Linked DNA regions of Ovis aries: region 1 is linked to region 2. A link is a contact called in public Hi-C data. All regions are on one chromosome and are shown on one strand. The core of a region is the stretch at or near the end of the contact, and the rest is flanking DNA. Distances in the headings are between cores, read along the strand shown.

Region 1 (5,842 bases), core at 1,100-3,599, 240 kb before region 2:
GCCAGGCACCGCCCTGCCCCTAGGAGCTCAAACAAGATGGGGAGCCATTTGCCAAGGCAGCATTGCCCAATGGTTAGCTCCCACATCAGTAGTCAAGATGCCTGTTTCAACAAGACCCTCCCTCCCTGAGCCTCCACATCCCCAAATGTATCAGATAGTAACGGTACCTGGTGCTCAGGGCAGTGATGCTGTGTGTCAAGAGTAATGAGAGGAGGGACTTGGTGGTCCAGTCGTTAAGACCCCACGCTTCCAATGCAGGGGGTGCGGGTTCGATCCCTGGTTGGGGAAATAGGATTCCATGTGCCATGTGGGGTGGACCAAAAGATTTAAGAAAAGGGGGGGGGGACAGTAATGATGGGGACAGAGCAGCCTCTTTAATAAATGCTTGTTTCCTTCCAGAAGACAAGTCCTTGCCAGGAGCAGACACAACGGGAACAGGGAGACTTTTCCAGCATAGACAGGCTGGGCGCCGGGCCAACAGGAAGGAATTGAGGGTGGGAAGGGGGCTTTGTTATCTCTCTTCTGTCTCAGGCAGAGATCTCTCCAGGCTGGGGTTCGGGGGCCTCTGGGGCCTGAGAGAGCAGCTGTAAGTACAGCATCTTTTGGTCCAGTGCTCAGGGACCCTGGTGGTAGGGGAGTCAAACGGCTCACTCTGGATCTCTCTGAATCCGTCCTTACCTTCAAAGCAAGCCTCCTCCAGGCTGTTCCAATCAGAAGGGGAAAGGGAGCGGTGCTCATTTCCTGCCAGGCTTACAAGCCAGCTGCCGCTTGCTCTGGCACCGTCATACCTCTTAAAATCTAAATCTTCCCAACCCCTTCTAAAGGAAGCTATTTCACATCATTTCACAGGTGAGCAGCTGAGACAGGCTTCCCAGGTGGCGCTAGTGGTAAAGAAGTGAAAGTTGCTCAGTCGTGTCCGACTCTTTGCAACCCCACAGACTATACAGTCCATGGAATTCTCCAGGCCAGAATACTGGAGTGGGTAGCCTTTCCCTTCTCTAGGGGATCTTCCCAACCCAGGGATCGAACGCAGGTCTCCCACATTACAGTCGGATTCTTTACCAGCTGAGCCACAAGGGAAGCCCAAGAATACTGGAGTGGGTAGCCTATCCCTTCTCCAGTGGATCTTCTTGACCAGGAAATCAAACCAGGATCTCCTGCATTGCAGGCGGATTCTTTACCAACTGAGCTATGAGGGAAGCCCTACCCATCTGCAAATGCAGAAGTATGAGACACAGGTTTGATCCCTGTTTAGGGAAGATTCCCTGGAGGAGGGCATGGCAACTCACTCCAGTATTCTTACCTGGAGAGTCCCACGGACAGAGAAGCCCGGCAGGCCACAGCACAGTCCACAGGGTTGCACAGAGTTGGACACAACTGAGTGACTGGGTACACACAGAGCTGAGACTTGGGGAGGTGAAGAGATGTACTCAAGGCTACACAGGGTATCAGCGGCCGACTATTTGTCTCCACAGGGGCTCTGAGCCTCCCCTGTCCTCTCCTTGGGACTCTTCCCCAAGATCCTGGATCTCTGGAAGGTAAAGATCCAGGGCCATGGTGGGGCTGGGATAGCTGAGTTCCTGTAGCTCAGACACTCAGCACCCAGCAATCCTGGCTGATCTGATCTCTCTCCTCCTCGCTCTAGGCCTCAATGATCTCATCTGTCAAATGGGTAGATTACCTCACCTGTCACAGGAAGGACATCTGTGATTACAGTCCATCCTGGGCTCCTCCCCCTGGCTTCCCCAACTCCTCCAGCTCAGAAGGCCCCAACAGCTCAGTACCCCCATCTGGCCTTCTCTCAGGCACCCAGTCCCACAACCGCCATCTCCTGGACCAGAGTCCTGAGCTGCCCCTGGACGTTGCCCCTTCCTTGCCCTCGAACACAGTCACGAAGTTCCGTAGCTTCTCCCAGCAAAGAGCTCAGGTGGCTTCCTCTCTCACAAAGCTGCAAGCTCTTCAAGAGTGCGCCCCAGCCAGAGCCTTAGGGTGAGCCACTGAGTCCTGGGAACCCTCTCTGGTTGCAAAGCCTCATGATTTTCAGGCCAGCACACCAATCAGGCAGATTCTTGATGGACCCCTCCAAGGCAGAGAGATGGGTCACCGGCCCTCGGGGCCACTGGTTCAAATGACATCGCCTCTCAGAAGCATCCCTAGTTTCCCAGTTGTACGTGAACGTGTTCAGGGCCCTTCTCGGGGTCGCAGTCTCAGTCCCGGGAGTTTCAGGGCGGTCAGGGCCTATTTTCTCTCTGCCCATGGCCCTCGCGTCGCCCTAGGCTTGGCCCCAATGAGCACCCGCTCTCCGCCTGACCCAGACCGAGCAGCACCACCGCGACCCGCCTGCAGCGCCCAAGGTGGCCACTTGAGGGCAGCAGGTGAGCGCCCTCTGTGCCGCGCTCCTGCCCGCCGCCCGAGTTCTAGCGCGGGGAGGCAGCTGAGATGAGGCTAGAGAGAAAGCTTCCGGGGGTGGGCGAGGGGAAAGGCGGGTCGTGGGGTGGAGGGGACGTGGACTTGGGTCTGGCCTGGCCCTGACTCCCCCCGCGGACCTAGAAGATCTACGGAGCCTCACTTTTCCCATCAAGCAAATGGACTATGCCATCTGCAAGGACCTTAAAAAAAAAAAAAAGAATCTATATTGTCTATTTATTTACTTATTTGACTACCCTGGGTCTTAGTTGTGGCATGAAGGCTGCTTATTTGCTTTTCATTCAGGATCTAGTTCCCGACCAGGGACGGGACCCAGACCCCCTGTTCTGGGAGCCGAGTCTTACCCATTGTGCCACAAGGAAACCCCTGCAAGGGCGTTTTTGACCCTGGTAATCCCTGAACTCGGGGCTTCCCTGGTGGCTTAGAGGTTAAAGTATCTGCCCACAGCCTTGACACAGCGGCTTGCCCCACAATACCCCTCCCTTGTGACGACTGAGCTGAGCTCAGTAGCTCAGCAGAGAAGCTCAGATCAACACAGAGCAGGCAGGCCCCATGGACAGTGTCAAGATTCCCTCCAGTGCTGCAGGAGGGCTGCACCAGGACCAGGACCCTGAGCTGCCCACCACTGACTTCCTTGACTTGAACCAGCTCACTGTAAAACTCATTCACTGCCTCCTGAGGGTCTGCACCAGGAGCCTCTCCCTCAAGAGGGAGGAGGAAGCCAGGGGTGGCCTCCGCAGTCCCTGAGCATGGCCCTTCTCAAGAGCACAGATGGCAGCCCGGGCAGGCTGAAGAAGATACTGATGTTCAGAGTGGGTCAGAGGTGCGGCCAGGACTTGAACCTCCCTCTCTCCAGGCTGGCTATACCTCTGAGCTGCCCCCTACCCGCCTCAGAACAGGAGAGGAGGGCAGAGGGGATATCTGCTGAGACTCTGCCTGGAGCCTGGCCCAGACCTCGCCTCACTGGATGTTCCAGCTGCTCTGAGAAGCGGTGCCATACCAGGTAGACATGAGCCCTGAGCCCCGGCCACCAGGAAGGAGCACAGACTGGGGTTTGAAGCCAGGTCAGCTTGGCTCCCAGCCCTAGCACGGAAGCTAGGGTCTGACCTGTCTCCTACAGGGACCCTGCAAGCTGCTTCCCCATGTGACCCCAGAAATCAGCAAGGGGAACAGCTTTTTTTTTTCCTTTCAATTTTCATTAAAAAAAAAAAAGTGCAACTGAATTCAGGGAATCCTAGCATTTTACGGACCTCCCGCCTCAGCTATCACACACAGCTATGCCCTCTGAGAAGACCCTCAGGTCAGTCTTCTAAAAACCTCCTGGGACCCCCACAGTCTGCAAGATACTATCCAGAAGCTTTGGTCTGGCACTCAAGGCTCCTGGCCCCAGGAGACCTCTGCCATCACTCCTCTGGGGGTTGCACCAGACCCTGTACCCAGCGCCCACCTTCCCGGTTCTGGAAGTCCTGCTCCCGCCCTCATCCCATGCCCTCGCACTCCTCCCCCAGGAGCACCCTCCCCCGTCCTCCAGGGGTGACCTGGCTTCCCCTTCTGAGTGCCTCCTGTCTGGCTCACTGGGGAACCTTCCCTGGAGACCCACAGGGCAGGGCTGAGTCTCCACCAACTCCAGGCCCTTCCTGGTGCCAGTGCACAGAAGGGGCTCGGGTGGAATGTGCTGAGGGATTGGTATAAAGCAGCTCTCCTGTCCACCCTCTTAACTCAGTGGGAGCAAGTGACTGGTAGAGAGTTAAGTGTCAGGAGCCCTGAGTTTCTGCCCTGAGATTTGCTTTGTGACCTTCAGGCAAGTGTCTCTCCTCTATGGACTCTGGTTACAGCCTTCTAGGAAATGTGGCCTCCTGGGAAGTCAGTTCCATGGAACTCGCTCCATCTGAGAGCCTTAAGGGCGGGGCAGGCAGAATCATCAAGGGCCATGACCTTATTGACAGGGCCAAGGCCATCATCCCCATGGTGGAGTTTTCTAGGTGCTCACACACTGCCCCCTCCCCCACACCCCAAGCTATGCCCAGCACTTAGCTGAACCCGCCCTGGGCTGTTAGAATGCCAGGGAGGGGCCAGAGCTCCACCCCTGCCGCCATCATGCTCTTCATCACTACCATCATCTTCATTACCACCATCATCCCCGTCATCATCAAGAAGTTGAAAGAATTTCCTTCTCTGGAGGGCCCATCTCTGGCTGGAGACAAGCTTGCTCTCTGTACACACAGTGGGCTGGACAAGAAGACCTTTTTAGACCCCTGGGAGGGGGTGGAGGGAAGCCCCTGTGAGTCTTTGTCCCCGACCTTCTCAGAGGTGCAAGGGAGGATCCCCACTTTACTGAGGATCCGGTGTGTGCTCGGCATAGGGCTCTAGCTCCTTAAGCTTCAGGGCAGAATTCTTTCCCCATCTGAAGTGGCGGCTCAGAGAGGTCACGGTTGCACAGGTGTGAGTGCACGGGGTGGGGGTGCTCAAACTCTAGTCTTCTCACCTGCAGTTTACTCACCCCCAGTGATCCCGCATGCTGCGAGGCCGTGCAGTTTTAGGAACCAGGCTCAGGAGCCTTCCTGCCCGGGTTCAAAGCCAGCTCTGGCTCTTTCCAATCATGTGCCCTTGAGCAAATCATGGCCCTCAACATCAGAGTTCTCCAGCCATTAACTGGGGATGCTAACAGCACCCGCTCCCAGGTTGGCATGAGGGCCGGGGCAGCCTATGGAAAGCACGTAGATCAGAGCCCGAGCCGGGCACATGGCCAGGCACCGATAAGCCTTGGCCAGCAGGATTAACATTTCCCTGCCAGGCAAACTCCTCTCCCTCTTCCTCGCCGACTACCCACCCAGGCCAAGCCGCCCTCTCCCTCCTTGGGAGCTTTTCTCATTCTCCAGGGTGAGGGACACTTATCCCCCTGCGCCTCGTCGTGGCAGCCCGTGCCCCTTCTGAGACTGGCGGGTGGCAGTGTCCTGCCAGGCCCCTGCCCGCCTCTCAGGCCCAGCCCAGGGCTAGCCCTGGCAGGTCTACTGATGGTAGAACGGGTGAGTCCACATCCATTTCTTCCTCCCACGACTGCCAGTCACCTCCTCACCTCCCAGGACTTTGTGGAATCTTCCCTGACCTTCTACTGCCTCATCTCACAGCTCAAGCCTTGGGCTCCGCAGACCTTCCCAGCCCTCCTCCCTCTACACTTCAAACTGTCTCTACAGTCTCTCCTCTGCCCTGCACACCTCCTGACCTCAGCCCTGCCCTCCAGGAGCCTGGAGTCCTGACATCCCCTACCCGCTGGCTGTGTGATTTTAGGCAAGACCCTGCCCCTCTCTGAGCCCCAGGATGTCAGGGCTAAAGGGAGAAGAACCCACATCTCAATGCATTCCTCTGAGATTGAAAAGAGGGGGTGGGGAGCTCTTTGTAAACTGGAGAGGGTGGC
Region 2 (5,761 bases), core at 3,244-5,743:
ACACTCACATAGGAAGTCATCCTGATGAGGTGGTAGGGTAAGGCTTCCTGCAGGGTGGGCATGAGCGTGGCCTTTCAGGACAGGGCAGGACCCCACAGGAGAGGACACAGGGTTTGTCTGGGGGACACTGTCCCTATTCAGGTAAGGCAGGAACTAGGATCAGAAGGGTGGAGGGGGGAGTTCCTAGGGTCTTCCTGGGTGGTCAGGTTATCCCTGAAATGTCAGGAAGCCTGCCCGTGAGCAGGAGAGAGCTGAGGTCACAGGCTCCAGGATGGAGCCACGACAGGGGCCACCTTTGCTGGGACCCAGGCTGCAGCTGAGATGGCCCAGGCTAGCTAAGCGCCTTCATCAGATTTTGCCAATTCACTTGACCCAGTGGGAACCACAAAGCTCCTGAAGCCATGTGAACAGCCCCCGAGCCCACCACCAAAAGTTATAAAACCAGCCAGAGGCTCAGAGACTCATCTTTCATTTTCTTGTGTGACGCTGGGGTGGATCTAATAGGTAGAGAAGGTATTTGGGGTGAGAAGAAGGTGAGGACTGCGTGTGGGGTGGGACTGGCTGCTGGGCTAGGGTCAGGAAGGCAAGTTTAGGGTACTGCTCAGAGGGGCACAGGGTGGGCAGCTGGCTTGAGGACCGCCAGGGAACCTCCTGAGGCCACTGAGATGTATACGGAGAGGGTCACAACCTGCTGTGGACTGCCACAAGGAGGCCCCTGAGAGAGCGAGGCATCTGAAGAGCCACACTTTAGGGGAAATACTTGGAATTTAAAGATTTTCCTGAGGGAATTCCTTGGCAGTCTGGTGGTTAGGACTCTGCACTTTCACTGTGGGGAATCTGGGTTCGAACCCTGGTCAGGGAACTAGCATGCTGCAAGCCATGCAGTGTGTCTGGGGGTATAAAAAAAGATTTTGTCAAGTATGAAAGTAACATGTACCTGTGATAGCTTGGAAAAATACAGAGAATAGGAGTAATCTCTCCACAAACCCTGCCTCCAGTCCCATGCTGATGATAGCTCAGTCTGAGTTACATGGGGCCCCCTGGGAGGGGGGGGGTGGCCTGGGAGGTTGGGAGAGAGCTGAACCTGGCCCCTGAAGACCAAGGCAGTTAGGTGGGAAAAGCAATAGTTGGGGCCCCCAGGCTGAGCCCTGTACTCTCCCAACTCCTAGGTCAAATATCCCCAGCTGGGCCAGTTCCAGGGCACATGTGGAGTTTGGATCTGGGGAACAGGAGGGCCCTTATGCAGTGCTGCCTCACCTCAAGCCCCATGTGCTCTGTCACTTCAGTCATGTCTGACTCTTTCTCGATCCCATGCACTGTAGCCCACCAGGCTTCTCTGTCCATGGGATTCTCCAGGGAACAGTACTGGAGTGGGTTGCCATTTCCTTCTCCAGGGGATCTTCCTGACCCAGGGCTTGAACCCTGCATTGCAGGCAGATTCTTTACTTGCCTGTTTCCTGCATTGTAGGCAGATTCTTTACCCCTGAGCCACTGGAGAATCCCCGTATCACTTAAGAAATTGAGATCCAGGGAGGTGAAGTGACAGTTTTAAGGTCTCAAATGGCAGAACCCTCATGGATTTCTGCCATCTGAAACAAAGACTGGGGCGTGTGTGTGTGTGAGCCCCACCAAGACCACTGCGTGTGTGCGTGCCTGTGTGCGCGTGTGTGAAGGGTGGGCTCCCCTGCCTGCCCTCACCTGCCATCCACCCTCCCCGCAGGCCGCCTGGTGGACGCGCTCAAGAACTACGAGATCATCTTCTACCTGGCAGGCTCCGAGGTGGCCCTGGCGGGGATCTTCATGGCTGTGGCCACCTACTGTTGCCTGCGCCGCCCCAGGGATGGCCCACCCAGCCCAGGCACCGAGGGCGGGGCCGGCGATGAGGAGGAGGCTGAGGCCGAAGTGGACTCTGACCTCCCGCCCGCCGGCACCAAGGAGCCCGGTGGCCTCGAGGCCGTGGAGGTGCCAAGCCCAGGCACTGGGCCTTTGCAACCCGAGGTGAAGACGGAGCCAGGGCTGGACTCTTGAGTCTGTGTAGCGCCGGGTGGCAGGAACTTCGGAAATGGGGCTTCCCCTCTCAGAGCCCCCACACCAGGTGGGGTGGGGGGCTGCTCCTGGGGGTCACCTCTGGGGGTCCATGAGGGGAGCTGCCCCCCTCAACTGCCCTGGGTGGCCCTGGTCCTGCCAGTGAAGCTGCTGTTGCACGGCCTGTGTGAATCTGAAGTTCATAAAACTGAGCTGACAAAGAGTTCTGTTTCTGCATCTCTGGCTGCTCCCTGGGGGTGGGGGGCGGGGGGCCAGGAGGGAGTCTGAGAGGTTCTCCCCCGGGGGCCTCTGATGGGAGCTGGCGGGCACTGGGGATGGAGTGGCAGAGGTGGAGGATGGCAGGGGAAGGTGTCCTCGATCCCGGCCCTGCGCACTGAAGCCCGGCCAGCAAGTGCCACTGGAGGGGCCCAAGGCAGAGAACGGGCGCACACGTCCCAGAGCAGTGGGCCGGGGCTGGATCCCGGCTCCCCTGTGTGTAGGCAAGCTTATGTGGCTCCATAACTCCATCTTGTGGCTGGGAGAGCTGGGGCTGAGGGTCGAGGGATGGCACCTACCTTGCCCCCTCACCTTTCTAAAAGGGACCCTCTCTCTAGAGACCCGGCCTCCTCTCTCTAGGGGATAAACTCGGGTTTCCTGGGGCCTTTGCTCTGGACACGTGTCCCTGTGGACACATGGCTGCTGGCCTCCCTTCCCCAGCTTCCCAGGAGTCCTAGAGAGAGCTCCTCAATGGCACTCTTTTTTTTAACTTGACTGCGGTTGGGTCTTAGTTGTCGGAGGTGGGGGTCTTCCTTGCATCACGCCAGATCTTTGCTGGCTGTGGCGCACCAGCTCTCCAGTGGTGCTGCAGGGGCTCAGCAGCTGCGGGCTTGTGGGGTTAGTTGTTCCACAGCACAGTGGGATCCTAGTTCCCTGACCAGGGACTGAACCCCGGCCGTGGCCGTCTGCATTGCAAGGTGGATTCTTAACCACTGAACCGCTAGGGAAGTCCCCCCCATCCGCCCAGTCAGTGGTACAGGGAGTCCAGTGCGGGGAGCTCCAGGTCTCACCCTGACTAGGAAGGTTTAGGGATGTATTTTCCCTTACATGTTCACCCTTTTCCCACAAATGGGACACCCCTTTTTTTGCTTCCCTCCCTCCAAATCAGGTGACCAGGGCCTATGACTCCATTCATCCACACTCCGCAGGAGAACCCATCCCCCTGGTGAGCCCTCCCCACTGGTCTCATTTTCCATCCATGCCCCGGGAAAACCCCAGCACATACCCGGCCGACTGACACTGTGTCTGCGGTTTCCCCGAGCCACTAGAGCGGTGACTACATCTTATTTAATGAATATAGACCCGACTGTGCCAGGCACCATGCTGTGCTCTTCACAAAGGTTAACTCATCCTCCTAAGGACCCAAGGAGGAAGGTACCCTCACTAGCCACACTCACAGGTAGGGAAACTGAGGCCCAGGAGGTTAGGAGGTAGCTCAGGGTCACAGGAGCTGTGCCTCAAACCTAGGCTGCCAGCTCGTCTGTGCCCTTGGCCTCCCTGCTGGCTGACCCTTCAGAGAGGTGATGCAGTCTGATGGCTCGAAGGGAGCACACACAGTGACAGCTGGCCCCCCTCTCCAAGCTCCCAATCCTGCCTGAGGATCCCATTGGCATCTCTGCCCGAGACCCACACATGCAAACCTAATAAGCAGGAAACCACCCCCTCCTTGGCCACTGTGGGCTCTACCCACCTCTCACAGCCTCTTGCACCCCTCCTGTTCTCCGGATGAGCACAAATTTCATTTTCCAAACAGGGACACACTGATGGTGACAAGGGTCACTATGAATAATCCCACTAGGATCATAGGTGTGGGCCAGAGCTGTCCAGGAGAAGCAAAGACATGGAGTACTAGCGTGGCACCACCCACTGGGTCCCTCCCCTTTGGCCCTGGCAGAACAGGTGGCCTGGGATGGCCAAGGCACCCTTAACTCTCTCCTCATTTGGGGCCTTGGATCTGCCTGACCCAGTATCTGTCCCGTCTTTTCCCAAATAAAGGTTTAGTTCAAGGGTCACAGAGGAGAGAGGATATAAAAGGCTCCACAGAGCAGAAAGCCTGGGAGGCAGTGGGGAAAGTGGAGTCTTCTGAACTTGACAGCTCTGAGTCCAAATCTCACTTCTTCCCCATACACCAAGGGGCCTTGAGCAAGTCTCTTCTTGGCCTCAGTTTCCCATCTGTACATGGGGACAGCAGTGTTCATCCAAAGAACTGCTGTGAGGAGTCAGTGCCATAATGGCAATGTTGGTGAGCCCCTCTCCAATGGTGTTGCCCCTCTCCGTGATCAGGGCAGCAGAAGAGGGGACATCGAGGGGAGAGAGGGTCTGAGGCCACTGCAAAGAGCCTGGCTCCATCTGGGTTTGTGTTTATTCAATACAGGCCCAGTGCCCAGGCCTCCCCAGGGAAGTGGCTGAGCCAGGGGAATAAAATAAATAAAGGCTGCCGAGGTGAGTGTGGACGGGGGTGGGGCCAGCCTAAAGAGAGGCGAGGGTGCAACGCTGGCCCCAGCTCGGCTGGCCACCCGCGGGCCCCCCGACTCCTGGCAGGCTCGGGGTGGGGCCGGCGGAGGTGCCCACGAGCAACGAATCCTGGAATCCTGCCACCTCTGACCCCTCTTCCTTTCTGCCCTCTCTCTCCTTCCTAAGGTAGGTCGGGAGACTAAGCTCTCTGGCTGGCTGGGGAGCTGGGGGTGGAGGTGAGGGGTGGAGAGGGAGGGGGCCAGGGCCGAGGGCCCAGGCCACGGCCCCAGAGCTCATCCTGGGCGGGCAACCCGGGTTCGCCGTGCAGGACAGAGCAGCAGGGAGGCACGCGCCCCAAGCCAGCAGGCCTTTATGCGCTGCACACCCTGTCGTGCGGCGGCCCTGCCCCCGCTCCCGAGCTGCGTCCTCCCGCTCACCCTGCCCCCCGGACCCACACCCCGAGGGGGCACTCAGGAGTTACACCAGCTCCCGCCCTTGTCCAGGGGCCCGGCAGCCCCTCGCGAATCCCTGGGCGGCTCCCCGGCTGCCGTGTCCTCCTCGTCTTCATCCTCCTCGTCCTCGCCGTCCGTGAACTCGTCCTGGCTGAGGCCGTAGGCCAGCGTGGTGTGAGCCAGGTCCACCTCGATGGGGAAGACGTCGGCGCCACGCAGCACCGAGTAGCAGTCGTTGTAGTACTTGGACATGGTGGACACGAAGCGCTGCAGCTGGAACACGATGTCCTGGACTGGGGCGCGAGGGGCAGCAGACAGCGCCGGTGGGCCAGGCTGCCTGCACACAGGGCCCCACCGACTCCGCCACCCTTGGGCTTCCCTTTCATGCACCTCACTGCCCCCTGGCACCCTCGGAGGGGGCCAGGCCAGCCAGGGCTGCCCAGCCCTGCACAGTACCCAGGCCTCCCCGCTCCCAGTTCAGGGAGTAGAAGAGAACTGCCAGGGTGGGGTAGGGCTTGGGGATGGTGGGACTACACCCCAAGGAGTCCACGGGACACGGCCAGTCCCACCCTGGCCAGGCTCTGGGACGCTCCCATCTCGGGTCTGACTCAGAGTCAGTCTGCCACGGGCTGTCCCTGGGAGCTCGGGTGAGTGCTGGACCTCTCTGAAATGGGGAGGAGGATGGTGTCGGGGGGCCTCGCAGCCCCTCACCATGCTTCTGGTCGAGCAGCTCCATCTTTTCCAACACGTCTTTGCGCATCTGGGAGAAGCGG

The links. A called contact is a pair of places that touch in the nucleus more often than the background predicts.
Region 1: a contact with region 2 is called in a Hi-C map of liver, with 4 times the contacts expected there. The contact joins two enhancer-like sites. A contact is called at or near these places in 3 of 16 Hi-C or Micro-C datasets (blood, liver and tail adipose tissue).

Annotation. Positions count from the first base shown.
Region 1 is chr3:215,917,573-215,923,414 of ARS-UI_Ramb_v3.0, reverse strand. No RefSeq gene overlaps it. Among named protein-coding and RNA genes, the nearest start is that of TRNAW-CCA, 7.2 kb to the right of the region's middle. Within about 2 kb of position 2,349, at least 1 of the 54 cell types and tissues checked has an H3K27ac peak or open chromatin away from gene starts, as enhancers often do. A contact at or near this core is called in liver, where this site is marked.
Region 2 is chr3:215,680,308-215,686,068 of ARS-UI_Ramb_v3.0, reverse strand. It overlaps PICK1 (protein interacting with PRKCA 1), which reads right to left. Exons shown (of 13, transcript XM_027968100.2): 12 at 5,700-5,761; 13 at 4,427-5,281. The coding sequence ends at 5,007. SLC16A8 (solute carrier family 16 member 8) reads left to right here. Exons shown (of 4, transcript XM_027965997.2): 4 at 1,721-2,215. The coding sequence ends at 2,028. Among named protein-coding and RNA genes, the nearest start is that of SLC16A8, 5.5 kb to the left of the region's middle. Within about 2 kb of position 4,493, at least 4 of the 54 cell types and tissues checked have an H3K27ac peak or open chromatin away from gene starts, as enhancers often do. A contact at or near this core is called in liver, where this site is marked.